2 separate regions of the Arabidopsis thaliana genome follow, and region 1 is linked to region 2. A link is a contact called in public capture Hi-C data. All regions are on one chromosome and are shown on one strand. Each heading gives the region's core, a stretch centred on a gene start, on an enhancer-like site or on the middle of the called end of the contact. The rest is flanking DNA. Distances are from core to core; before and after follow the strand shown.

What was found. Capture Hi-C pulls out chosen DNA fragments and counts their contacts.
Region 1: a capture Hi-C map of seedling shows a contact between it and region 2, with 1.8 times the contacts expected there. The contact joins the promoter of MGT10 here to the promoter of CSLA02 in region 2. A contact is called at or near these places in 1 of 26 Hi-C or Micro-C datasets (root) and 1 of 3 other capture datasets (seedling).

The regions. Positions count from the first base shown.
Region 1 is chr5:7,624,888-7,631,016 of TAIR10.1, forward strand. MGT10 (magnesium (Mg) transporter 10) reads left to right here and starts at 2,710. Exons shown (of 14, transcript NM_122188.3): 1 at 2,710-3,181; 2 at 3,323-3,395; 3 at 3,482-3,552; 4 at 3,650-3,735; 5 at 3,816-3,906; 6 at 4,081-4,149; 7 at 4,478-4,558; 8 at 4,668-4,833; 9 at 4,920-4,965; 10 at 5,043-5,123; 11 at 5,199-5,281; 12 at 5,531-5,574; 13 at 5,651-5,775; 14 at 5,859-6,106. The coding sequence starts at 2,789. The coding sequence ends at 5,746. AT5G22820 (ARM repeat superfamily protein) reads right to left here and starts at 2,150. Exons shown (of 10, transcript NM_122187.3): 1 at 1,931-2,150; 2 at 1,397-1,741; 3 at 1,064-1,129; 4 at 816-955; 5 at 600-726; 6 at 225-376; 7 at 1-93. The coding sequence starts at 2,056. It overlaps AT5G22840 (Protein kinase superfamily protein), which reads right to left. Exons shown (of 4, transcript NM_122189.3): 4 at 5,830-6,129.
Region 2 is chr5:7,556,934-7,563,345 of TAIR10.1, forward strand. It overlaps CSLA02 (cellulose synthase-like A02), which reads right to left and starts at 3,257. Exons shown (of 9, transcript NM_122180.3): 1 at 2,604-3,257; 2 at 2,185-2,283; 3 at 1,701-1,953; 4 at 364-474. The coding sequence starts at 2,933.

The DNA.
Region 1 (6,129 bases), core at 1,460-3,959, 67 kb after region 2:
AAAAGTTCTTTGCTAGAGCAAATCTCTTTAGAATAGCTATCTGAAGCAGAAAGGGCTTCAATAGCTCGGAGAATAATTTCAAGGACGGGGTACCTGAAAACATACACAAGGGTTCATTGTACATACTACATAGTAAAGCATAACACTTGTTTTTTTTTGCAAGAATAGAAATGCCATTCACTAACACTTGATGATCTTTAAGATGAGTTTCTGTTCTTCCATACCTTTCTGGAATTCTTTCTTTAGTCAACTTGCTCATTTCAAATGAAAGAAGATTGATCAAGAGACTCGTCAAACCCAGATTCATTAGTGGAGGAATCAATAGCTGCTCAACCTCAGGTTGACCTTCTATGATACCTAACAATAGCCCTACACTCTATGGTAAAATAGAAATGAATTAGCAAATTAAGAAAAACCATGATAAACTAAAACTTACAGAAAATGGTGGAGGGACATGAATAGGCATAAAGTAGAGAATTTCAGAAAATTCATTAACTCAGAGTTCATTAAATAAAATTCACCACTTCGATCAACCTTTCAACAATCAAGTCGTCCAGTGCAAGAATGACTAAGTTACAAGAACAAATTTCAGAAGTTACCTTTTCAATAAGATGAGGATTCAAGGTATTTTCCGCAATCCACAAAATATGGCGAAGTATATCATCAGACTCCAAACAATGGGCCCAGGAAGTACACCCAGCGCCAGAGAGTCCTGTGGTGAGTATCCTATTGGAGATACATGTCGGATAGTTAGATAACCCAACCAACTAATCAAGCATGAATCTACATTTGAGGTAACAAATTTATTGTTTTACCTGCAAACTTCACTTAGGCATTGGGTATCATCAAGAAACAACTGCCCCACAAGTGTATTGACGATTCCGGCTGTAGACTCTATATGTTTCAACAGACCTTCATGGCAAGCAAGGTTCCTAATAATCCCGAGACAGATTTCCTAGCAAGCCCCAAAACGAAAAAGAAATGTAAAAATTAAAGTCAATTCAAGAAGACAACAATAATTAGAAATGACTTAGACTTATCATACATACACTGAGTTACTTACTCGAATACGGGGAGATTTTGAAACCATAAGGTTTGCGTGAAGCACTTCTAAAATTAGGTTCTGTACCTGCAAAGCCAAAGCATTACAACTTCAGGTCTCAACTCCACTACATGGATTCAATAGATAGAGCACTGTAGTACATTTCCAAAACCACTATACGGAACCAAGCTGCTCTTTTATCTACATGGAAACCAATTAGTTCTTTTTCAACAACTCTGCCCCAAATTTCCTATTGGTCTAAACTCAACTTTAAACCAACGTTACTACTTGGCAATTCAAAATCCAGAGTAAAGAATATATAAAGGCATTACTTCAAAGTATAAATCCATTTACCATTAGCTCAGCATGAGTTCTACTGGCGGCAAGATCCCACAAAACACAACCATGATCTTCCCATGCCGATGACCCGTCTTGCATTCCCGGCGCTGGACATGAACTAACCGTCTCCCCCACCTCATAAGTGGATTCATCATGATTATCTCCAATGTCCATGCTCTCTGGATCACCATTGGAAGTCTCAACAACCCCATTTCCAGATATAGCTACTACACCTTGAACCACATTATCCGTATTCATATGATCATTATGTCGTTCGTCACTTCCCGAATCAATTGGAAGGAGTTTCCTTATCAGTGAAATAAGATAGCTAGGATCAACTGTAGTCGAAATGTCAAACAACTGCACAACACAGAAAATAAGAAACATCACTCTCTACACAAATAAAAATCACAACTTTAAATCCAAAAACTACTCTTAAATAGCCAACTAAAAACCCCTAATTGCACAAAGTACCATTGACGCTCAATTTCCTACAATGAAACTACCTCAACAACAACGAAGAGTGAGCAAATTAAGCTCAAAATTTACCTCATCAGGCGGAGGAGGAGGATGATGTGAGGGAAACTCGTTTTCACTTTCTTCTCTTCTTCCAGTAAAATTTTCTTCTTCTTCTTCAAGTATTCCTCGCTGTTTCGTCGCTTCATCGTCTTCCATTTTAATCTCTCTGGTTTTTTAATTTCTCCTTTGCCCTTATTTCTCTTCTTCTCTCGCCAGAAAATTCGAAACACCGCTTTACTTGTTTTACAAAATAGTCCTTGTACTAAATCATGTCTTGTTTTCACACCTACATAATTTACTTCTCTTATAAAGTACCTTAATCTTTTCAATAGACGATTACACCCCCATTTTGAATGAACCACAAAAATCTGCCAACTGTTAAATAAGTCTCGGTGACAGGTGGCAGATTATTCACAGGTGAAAAGATCGTGGGTAAGAAAAGCCTCAGCCACAAAATTAACGGTCAACTACCATAAATTGTTTATTCATTAATCCAAAACAAATCTCTATTTAATAATTTTTTGGAAAAAATTAAATTTTTTAAGAAATAACAGAAATATTTGTAAGAAATAAAAACTTCGATAGAGATAATTTGATATATACAGTAAAAATTCTATAAATTAATACACACGGTAAATTATTATTTTGATATTTTTTATAAAGTTTTCACTTTATTTATTTTATTGTTTTGTCCAAAAATTTATTATTAAAAACACATTAATTTGTAAAAATGCCAAAAAATGATTAGATGTTTCGGAAATATTTGAGAGTGACAAGTCATACAAATTGGATGTTGTTTTTACTTTTTTAGTTTTTTGGTAAAATTATCCTTAAAGCTAAAAATCTCCATAACCAAAGCTTCTTCGTTCCACCAGCACCAAACCAACAATGGCGTTAACTCCAATTCCTTCAACATTCACTTCTCTCTTCAACTTCTCCGATCACTCTCCATATCCATCTCCATCTCTCCATTATCTTCTTCCTGGATCTTCTCCTTCCTTTTCTCTCCAGTTATCTGCGTTGAGTAGAACTCCGATCTACTTCGAGGCACTTAAAGTTTTATCGAGATCGAAATGTTTCGCCAAGTCTCCGACAACCGCCGAGGATTTCGTCGGCGATTACGAATCCCTTAACGTTAGCGACGACGACGATGGTAGTGACAGTAATAGTAGTGATGGAGATAACGGAGGAGGAAGAGATGATTCAAAGAAGATCGATTCTTCTTCTTCTTCTTCATCAAGTGACTCTACGTCTCTGGGAATTCGTGAACCGGTTTATGAGGTTTCTTCTGGATATAATGAACTATTGAATTGCATGTTCATATAGTCAATTAGTCATATATTTAGGATTCTGTTTGAATTGATTAGCTTTGGATGAAACTGTCACTTGTTGTATCTCATCAAAGTTTGTAACTTTATGAAGGTTGTGGAAGTGAAGGCGACTGGAGCAATATCTACAAGGAAGATTAACAGACGACAGCTGCTTAAATCCAGTGGTGACTGAAACAATAGTTAACTATTTTATACATTTGATGATCGTCATGTTGGTAGTTCTCTATGATAAGTCTAATATTTTAATCAGGTCTTCGTCCAAGAGATATACGAAGCGTTGATCCTTCGTTGTTTATGACAAACTCAGTGCCATCTCTATTGGTATATATATAGCTCAAACTTATCATTTCTCTACAGTTATGTGTATGATGAACCATCTATATGACAATGTTGAGACCTTTTCTTACATGTTATTTAGGTCCGTGAACATGCGATTCTGCTAAATTTGGGCTCCCTGAGAGCAATAGCCATGCGAGACCGTGTCCTTATATTTGATTATAACCGGTAATCTTGGTCGCAGTATATCTCTTTTTCTTCAGATCAATTTCTCTAGTATCGCTGGTGTAAGTCCAAAATATTTTCAGGAGAGGAGGAAGAGCTTTTGTAGATACATTGATGCCTCGGCTTAACCCAAGAAGTATGAATGGAGGACCCTCTATGCCATTTGAACTAGAGGTTGGTTTGGCCCATAAATAATTTGATTGGATGATGATTTGTTTATGTAGAAATATATGTTTTGTACACAGATAAAAGATTATAAATATTATCTCTTCAGCCCTGCATAACTTGAGTTTGTTATAATTCCAATCATTTTGGTGTTAACCTTTCATTACTCTGGCTTTATTGAAGGCTGTTGAATCGGCGCTAATCTCAAGGATACAACGATTAGAGCAAAGGCTTATGGACATTGAACCCCGTGTGAGTATGAAAAGCTAGTGAGTATATTTCAGTTAGATCTTCTTCACTTTGACTGCTAGACTAGGACTTCTCCATGACTAAGTTAGATCTTAAAAGGAACGGATTCGTGCTATAGAGGATGAAACTGCCATTTTCGACACACAAAGCATTTCCTTTTGCTATAAGTTTAAGTTTGAACTGAGCATAGGATAAAAGAGCTGAGGCGTTAAAATGAAATCCTTTATATGTTCTGACATGAAACCCTGTAGTTTTTTCCAAACATTGGCTTATGGCTTTTAAAGATCATTCTTTTTGCTCTTAATGTTTATATTACTTCCATTTGGTTCAGGTCCAAGCTCTACTTGAGGTTTTACCCAACCGCTTAACTGCCGATATATTGGAGGAACTTCGTATTAGCAAACAAAGACTGGTAAACTTTATTTAGTTGTTTATGTATGTATATTCTTGTTAGTTGTTCGCTTCAGAGAACTCAATGTTCGGTTTTTTGTATTGAATTTTTCTTTATACACTTTTTAAAGGTTGAATTGGGCTCCCGAGCTGGAGCTCTTAGACAAATGCTCCTGGATCTTTTAGAGGATCCCCATGAAATACGCCGCATATGCATCATGGGAAGAAATTGCACACTTAGAAGAGGAGACGATGATTTGGAGTGTACATTACCCTCAGATAAGCTGATTGCTGAGGGTAAGACTGCAAACATTTCCTCCATGATAATCACCACAAACAGATGAATTTAACGAGATTCATTTTCTTTTTCTGGTTCCGTGCAGAAGAAGAGGAGGAAATCGAAATGCTCTTGGAGAACTATCTGCAAAGGTCTTGACTTTTGCTCTTGAAGCACTCTGATATGTTTCATTGTTATGTAGTGAAACTCTATGGCTTCGTATGTGCAGATGTGAGTCATGCCATGGACAAGCAGAAAGACTTCTGGATTCTGCAAAGGAAATGGAAGACTCAATTGCTGTCAATCTAAGGTACTGAAGATAACAAAATACTCCTTTCTCTTAAATTCTTAGGCACTCTTACCATGGTCCATTGTTTGTTTCCAGTTCTCGGAGGCTTGAGGTCAGCAGGTTCGAGTTGCTTCTTCAGGTCGGTACATTTTGTGTTGCAGTTGGTGCTCTCATCGCAGGTATATTCACAAACTTTTGATGATTTGTATCCGCTTTCTCTGAAACCTTTGAACTATAGTAGAGCCTTTGCATTTAAACTACCAACTACCAAGATTGAACGGAGTGTCCACATTCTCCATTACATATGTGCTATTTGAATTTGACTACAAAGAACCATTTCCCTATGAACATGATCTCAAAGCCAACAAATCCTATTTTTCCCCTGTTCATTGTAAATGGCTTATACCTTTTGTTTTGGGTACCTGCAGGTATATTCGGCATGAACTTGAGGTCCTATCTTGAAGAACAAGCTGTAAGTCCTCATCAAGCAACCACATATTTACAACTATTGTGCCATCATTTTACCATTAACATCTCGGGTTTTGCAGTCTGCATTCTGGCTAACAACGGGTGGAATCATCATAGGCGCTGCAGTCGCCTTCTTTCTCATGTATTCCTATCTCAGTAGACGCAAAATCTTTTGAACCTTCAATCCTAAAAGACGAAAGAAGAGGTAAACCTGTTTCTTCTTCTTCCCATTTCCATATCCCCTTTAAATTTGATAAAGAGCGCTCAAAATATACGTAAATATTACAGGTTTAAAATCCGTGAAGAAAGTGAATTTCATTCATCACAGTTACATTATGGCATTAGGCCCCTACTAGTAGTTAGAGCGAGGTGAGTTCATCAAATGTCTGATAAATATTTATTGTTGTGGTCTCCATTGAACCCCAGTGACTTGTGTGCTATGTCCTCATTGCTTGGTAATGTTGTAAGATCAATGTATCATTTAATAAACTGGTTCGAAAGCAAATGAAAATTCAAATATAGGGTTTATCAAAACTGTTTTCGAGAGTAAAGGGATAAA
Region 2 (6,412 bases), core at 2,007-4,506:
ACTATAACTCCTTTAAGTATATATAAATATACACCTACTTGCTTCACATTTCAGATTCCCCACTCCTCTCGATTAATGATTGATTATATATAAATTATTATGACTCCTTATGATTATTTTATTCTCTAGTAACAGTTGTACACTATCATAAAAACAAAAATAAAATAAAGTTTTGGGTCCACATACTATGCTTCAATTGGTCGGACAACATACCAACTACATCACCCTAAACTCTAATAATATTACCACATCAATAGACAACAATATTTTTACTAGCCAAACACCTAAAAAAATTAGTTTATGAAATATTTAATGATGTTTTTAGTAATCATTACTACTAAATAATGAAATGTTTGTGTTTACCGTTGAAGCCGAAAAAAGCATGTGTTGATGAACCCACTTCTTGCTCAACAGTGAAATGGTAATCCAATGACATTTCTTGCATTCTCGTCAATAAGCACTCATCAGAATTTACTGCAAAAGTATACAACAAAGGATTAAAACATTAGTCCAAAAAACATACAATTTAATAAGACAAACAAAGCTCAATTAAATCTTAATTATTTATTAGAGAATCGTCCAAATGTGGCACTATCAGGAAGTAACGTCCTTCTCTTTTGTTTTTAGCTTTAATAAAACAATCATAGTCATATAGCTTTCTATTATTAAATTTCACTAACTTGGACTCATGCTTAAAATAATAAAGACAAAATCAAAACTATAGAGTATACACTACCAAGTGTCGGCAAGAGAAACGCAGGTCCACAGTAGACTCGATACACAAACTGTATACTAACAAGACTTTTACTAATACTGACAAAGATGGGCCTCACACTTAGCATTTAAAGAAAGGCAAAGAGCACGTGGAATGTATCAGAGACCCGACAATTTCTAAAGACGACCAGTTTACAAACCCGAACCCGATTCATTAAACCGAATTTAAACCGATTCGATTTTCATTGACCGACGGATCCGAAATTCCGGAGTGGATAAGAAACGTGACATGACGTCAGCATAATTTATCCGTTGACCCGGAATTCCGCAACTAATCCGACCCGGTTGAATTACAAAGACAAGAGTTGGTTTTTAATCCAGTGTAGTAAGGTGTACCTAACTCTAATGTAAACCAAGGACAACGGTTTTTACACGTGGCTTATTTTAGTTGGTTAATAAGACCCACTACACTAGTGCAGCTACTCCGCCGACACAAACAGAACTAACCCTACTTCTTCAATCAGACAATATATATTGAGGAAACAATAATACTTTCATATGAAACGAAAATTACAAAATTGAAGAAAAAGACCATTTCAAAAAGCCAAAACATAAAGGTAATAAATAAGGAAAAAAAAAGTATGCAAGAAAAAGCAAAAGTCGATAAAACATAAAAATAATATTATTTATATGAAAAAACAGTGAAGGGCATATACCACCGACACCACTAATGTAGCTAACAAAAACCAAAACCACGAGCTCACATTTAATGATCTAAACAACATTAAATTTTTCATAGAACATAAACAAAGACACCGATTCAGTAGTATTTGACCCTGACACTTGCACAACATTATCATAAGTCAATTTTCTCATTTTTCTATCATATCAACCACCACTCTTATTAGTTAGATCAATCAACAAGCTATTTCAATTACTATCAAATTTAAGATTATATTGAAATAAATGATTAATGAAATGATTACCGAACCGCCATCGAGCCTGAACCAAGGCAATGTTGGGATTGTGCATGAGGAAAGGAATGCTACGGCGAAGAAAATCAGGTTCGGGCTGAAAATCGGCGTCGAAGATGACAACATACTCGCAATGCTTGACATAACTACGTTTGAGTCCTTCCTTTAAAGCACCGGCTTTGTAACCAACTCTATTCTCTCTTATTTGATACCTAATATTGATTCCTTTACTTGCCCATCTTTGACACTCCACTTCCACCATTTGCTGCACATTTTGAGTATCTCATTTAAATCACACATCAAAAAAAAAATCTATCTATTAATGTTACAAATTTATTAATATTTCCCCTTTTCTTTCTTACCCACAGGAAAATATTACATCTCTTTTAAATAAAGGAAAATATCTTTTGAAAAAAATGGTAAAAAATCTAATTTGATTGGAGGAAAATAATGCACCTATATTTTTGTGAAATGGACTAAGTAATAATAATAATACCTTAACAGTAGGATCTGTAGAGTCATCTAACACTTGAATCACGAGACGATCGGACGGCCAGGAAAGTCCACACGCCGCTCCTATTGATAGCTTATAAACCTGCACGGCAAAAATCACGGGGAAGCAAAAGAAATCTCTTTGTCAAACTTTTTCACTTTTAGTCCACTAATTAATGATTTACTACGAGTTAACCCCTAAACTATAGGTTTAATCATAAAAACCCAAAATCACAGAGAACAATAAATAAATATGCGTCACGACTCTCGCCGTTTCGGGATTTGGAACGGCGGAGGAATATGAATACGTGGGGAAAAGTTATCTTCCGTAAAATCTGAGATTACTTTTCTCGAAAAACTTATAACTTTAACGAGAAACAGAGAAAAACAGAGGAAAAACAGAGCAATGAACAGAGAACCGACCTCTCGTTCGTTGAACATGGGGATTTGTACGAGGACGACGGGGAAATTGGAGCTACCAAGCTCTTCATCATCGTGAATGGGCTCGAACTTGTAACGTTTGTCTGGTTTTTTCCAGAAGAGTTTGACGAGGACGATGACGATTCCCATGTAAACCCTCTCACATAAAAGCATGACAGACATAAGCAAACAGATGTAAACAGCTAATTGAAGAAGAGGGACAATCACTGGTGCTTTTACAAGCTCCCAGATCATGCCTAGTTGGCCTGTGATCTCCATCCTCACGCCGTCGAATGTCTCCGGCAACACAAACTTTGGTGATACACCGTCCATTTTTCCTTCTCTCTTCTCTTCTCTTAGAGTGTAACAATGGTTGGTGTGTTTCTCTCTCTACGATGAGGTTTTGGTGTAATGGGTTTATGAGATGAGGCAGAGAGAGAGAGATTGCCTTGAGAAAAATGGAGGCTTTTCTCTCTCTACAGTTCTAAAGAGAGAGGAAACTTAGGAAGAGAGAGAGCCAGAAGGAGAAATGTGGTTTAAGGGAGAAGAGGAAGAGAAGGATAAACGAGGAATATAAATGGTGATAATTTTGTTTTTTTACTTTATTTTATTTATTTGTAAGATTGTTTTCCTTTTTTTGATTGATTTTTTATTTAGATTTTTTAGAGAGTAATAAAGGTTAAAAGGAAATAAAAGGAAGAAAGAAAGAAAAAATACATTTGGTTTGTTTGTGTCTTTATGAGATTCTATTTTTTCAGTTAATGAAATTTCTGGTAAAAAACAACAGAGGAGATTTTGGTTTTTCAGTTTCTGTGTTTTGTTATTTCAGAATCTGTGCCTGCCCAATGGGAAGAGAAGGGAGAGAGATATAGATTTCTAATGAATTTATTATCCTAATGATATCCTTTTATACACAGTTGAATAATGATTAGTGATTAGTGATTTTATGCGTTTTTTTTTAACTTTTTACCATTTATGGGATTTTGGATTTTGCAGCTTTTTATAACAATTTACTTATTATAGGTCAACTTTCTAGAACTCATTTTGTCAACCTTGTGAATTCACTTTAACTCCTTTTTTTTTTTTGGGATTAGTCAATTTACTCTCATGAAAATAATTTTAAGTTTGATCATCCTTTTTTTGGGATTAGTCAACTTTTTTTGGTTAAGTTTAGATCATTGTTTTTCTTACAAAAATAAATGAAAGTAATTTTAAGTTTGATTTGTACCTATAAAAAAAAAAGAATTAACATCATATGAAACAACATGTTACTAGATCTATCATATAAATCTATATCTTACATATAGATATAGATTTTCATCTTAGACATAAAAATTCATATATATATATATATAAAATGCCGTTTATCCATAGGTGTTAATAAAATCATCAAAACACAATACATTGTTATTAGAATATTGGTGTGGTATCTTTTCTTAATATTTCAATACTTTAATTAGGAAAATACATATGTTTGATGAGAGAAAGATCAACCTCAACGGGAGAAAAACATTAGACTTATCCAAATTTGTATACTTTATAACTGATTTGGATCCCATATGTGGCACAATTTGGTTGGTGAATGTCTTTGTATTAGACATAATTAATTTCTTTATAAAACAATTTGACACATTTTTTCAAACATTTGAATTTTTAGACTCTCTATTTTGGATCTACCATTGGACATACTTTAAATATAGATCTCTTTCAAATGTCTAAATTGTAAATTTATTTTTATTAAAATGATAAAGCTTGTTTGGATCCTTATTTTTGGATCTATTGTTGTGGATGCTCTAAGGCAGAACACAATCTAATATACTCTTTAGCAATGATAAATGTGTTTAGGAGATGGAATGGTAGTGGTTCAAACCCTTTTGGGAGGAGAAGTATTTCTAAAAGAAAAGGACTAAATAGTGGCGTCGGACCTAGGAAGAATAAGGTCGAAGCCCAAATTCGCAATAAAAGAAAAAAAAAATCTATATACGTATAGTGTTTATCATAACATGCATGAGTGCAGACTGCAGACCAAGTTGCCAGTTTCCATGGATCGGATATTGCCAGTTGCACCCCATACTAGTATTATTTTGAGCGTTCTGATATTTTACTTAGGTTTGTGTATTTTTTGTATGCATTTGAGTATAGAGTTATTTGCTGTTATGATATTTTATCTACCAAAATAATCCTACTTGATTATATACCGTTGTTGAATTGACGAATTTTCAGTACCCATAATGAAAAAAATACAATGTTGAGGAAGTCTTTAATGTCACTGGTTTAAGTACCGACATAATGTTGACGTATTAACATGGAGTGGTCTTTTATGTGAAAAAAAAATCCGAGATTCAATTAAAAGTTAAGACTTCTTGGTTATTCAGAGAAAAACCATGAATATAAAGTTACATTTTCTCTATTCATTTAGAGCGATTTACAACTTTAAAAGATACAAAAAATGCTCGTTCTTTTAATATTGAACAAGTTTTCGAAAGAGTTTAGAAAACAATACAAAAACGTTTCTGTAAAAGAGAAACCAATCTGTTTTTTTTTTTTTTTGAGTGCAACCAATCTAGCTTTACATACATTAAAAATAATATATACATTGAGAATTCGTCTATGATATTTAATGTTTAAGTGAGAGTTATATTTCTATAAATAATAATAAGACATTGCTTTGACTAGAAGGCCTTGCGCTGCCACAACTACGAGCAATTATGAAGGGTTAGGTTCGTCCAAAGTGGTATCATGGTTCGTAATTACATAAGTAGCCTCACTATAGTTACCTTGTGTCTTTTAATCGGACTATTACTCCACTTTTTCAGGTGATGCTTCAACTGTTTTCACGATAAAGTTGTGTCATTAATTTTTTTTGCTTCTTTTATCTCAGAAAAGACATATAACACGAAATTTGTTCGATAGGATGATTTTAAAAGTGGCTCAGCAAGGCAACAATCTCGTGTTTGAGTGATGACTAGGATAAGTTGGTTCTTAAAATTTTCATTTCTTTTCTGTAGATATAATCTTAGAAGTAAGGTCATGTCTACGTTAATTAGCTAAATGATTCTTTAGTTTTATGTATGAAATTTTGGAAATTAGCATGCGTAACTGACTTTCTTTTACATGACTTTTGACCATTTCTAGTTACGCGAATTTAATATTCAACACTACATACTATACTACAAAAATTTAACAGTGTCAGCCATATGCACCATAAAAATTCACCTTACATTATATCTTGATCTTGACCTTTCGACCTTGAATTTGACCAAGCCTTTAAAACCTATAATTTGTTCATGGATATTTTGGTTCGAAGTTACTAACTCCTGGATGTAAAAAGAGGGTTACTAATACTAACTCCTTGATCGGCCATGAAGAAGATAATATTAGGTATATACATATATTTAATTTACACCAACCACCACAATGAGAAAGTACATAGCATTAACATAAATGGTGATGTAGACAAATCTAACATAATTCGTATAGTCTATACAGTTTATAAAGAAACTAATTTGGTCTCTGGTTAAACTTATTGTATACTAGATTGGATTTATTAGGAGTGTAGCGAGTGTTAAATGGGCTAAACCTATTTTGCAAACAGGGTAATACTGTTTGAAAATTCTAATTAATGCTCTAGCGGCCAATGATTGTGGTTTTAGCAAAGATATAGGAGCTTAACATTTCATTTTTTTTCTTAGTTCGAAAAGAAAAAAACTATTAATGAATAATTAGTTTTCATAGAAAGTGGGCGTTAATCCTACTTACTAAATTGATACTTTGATACTGTAAAAAAATGTTTATATATCTTCACTTTAAAC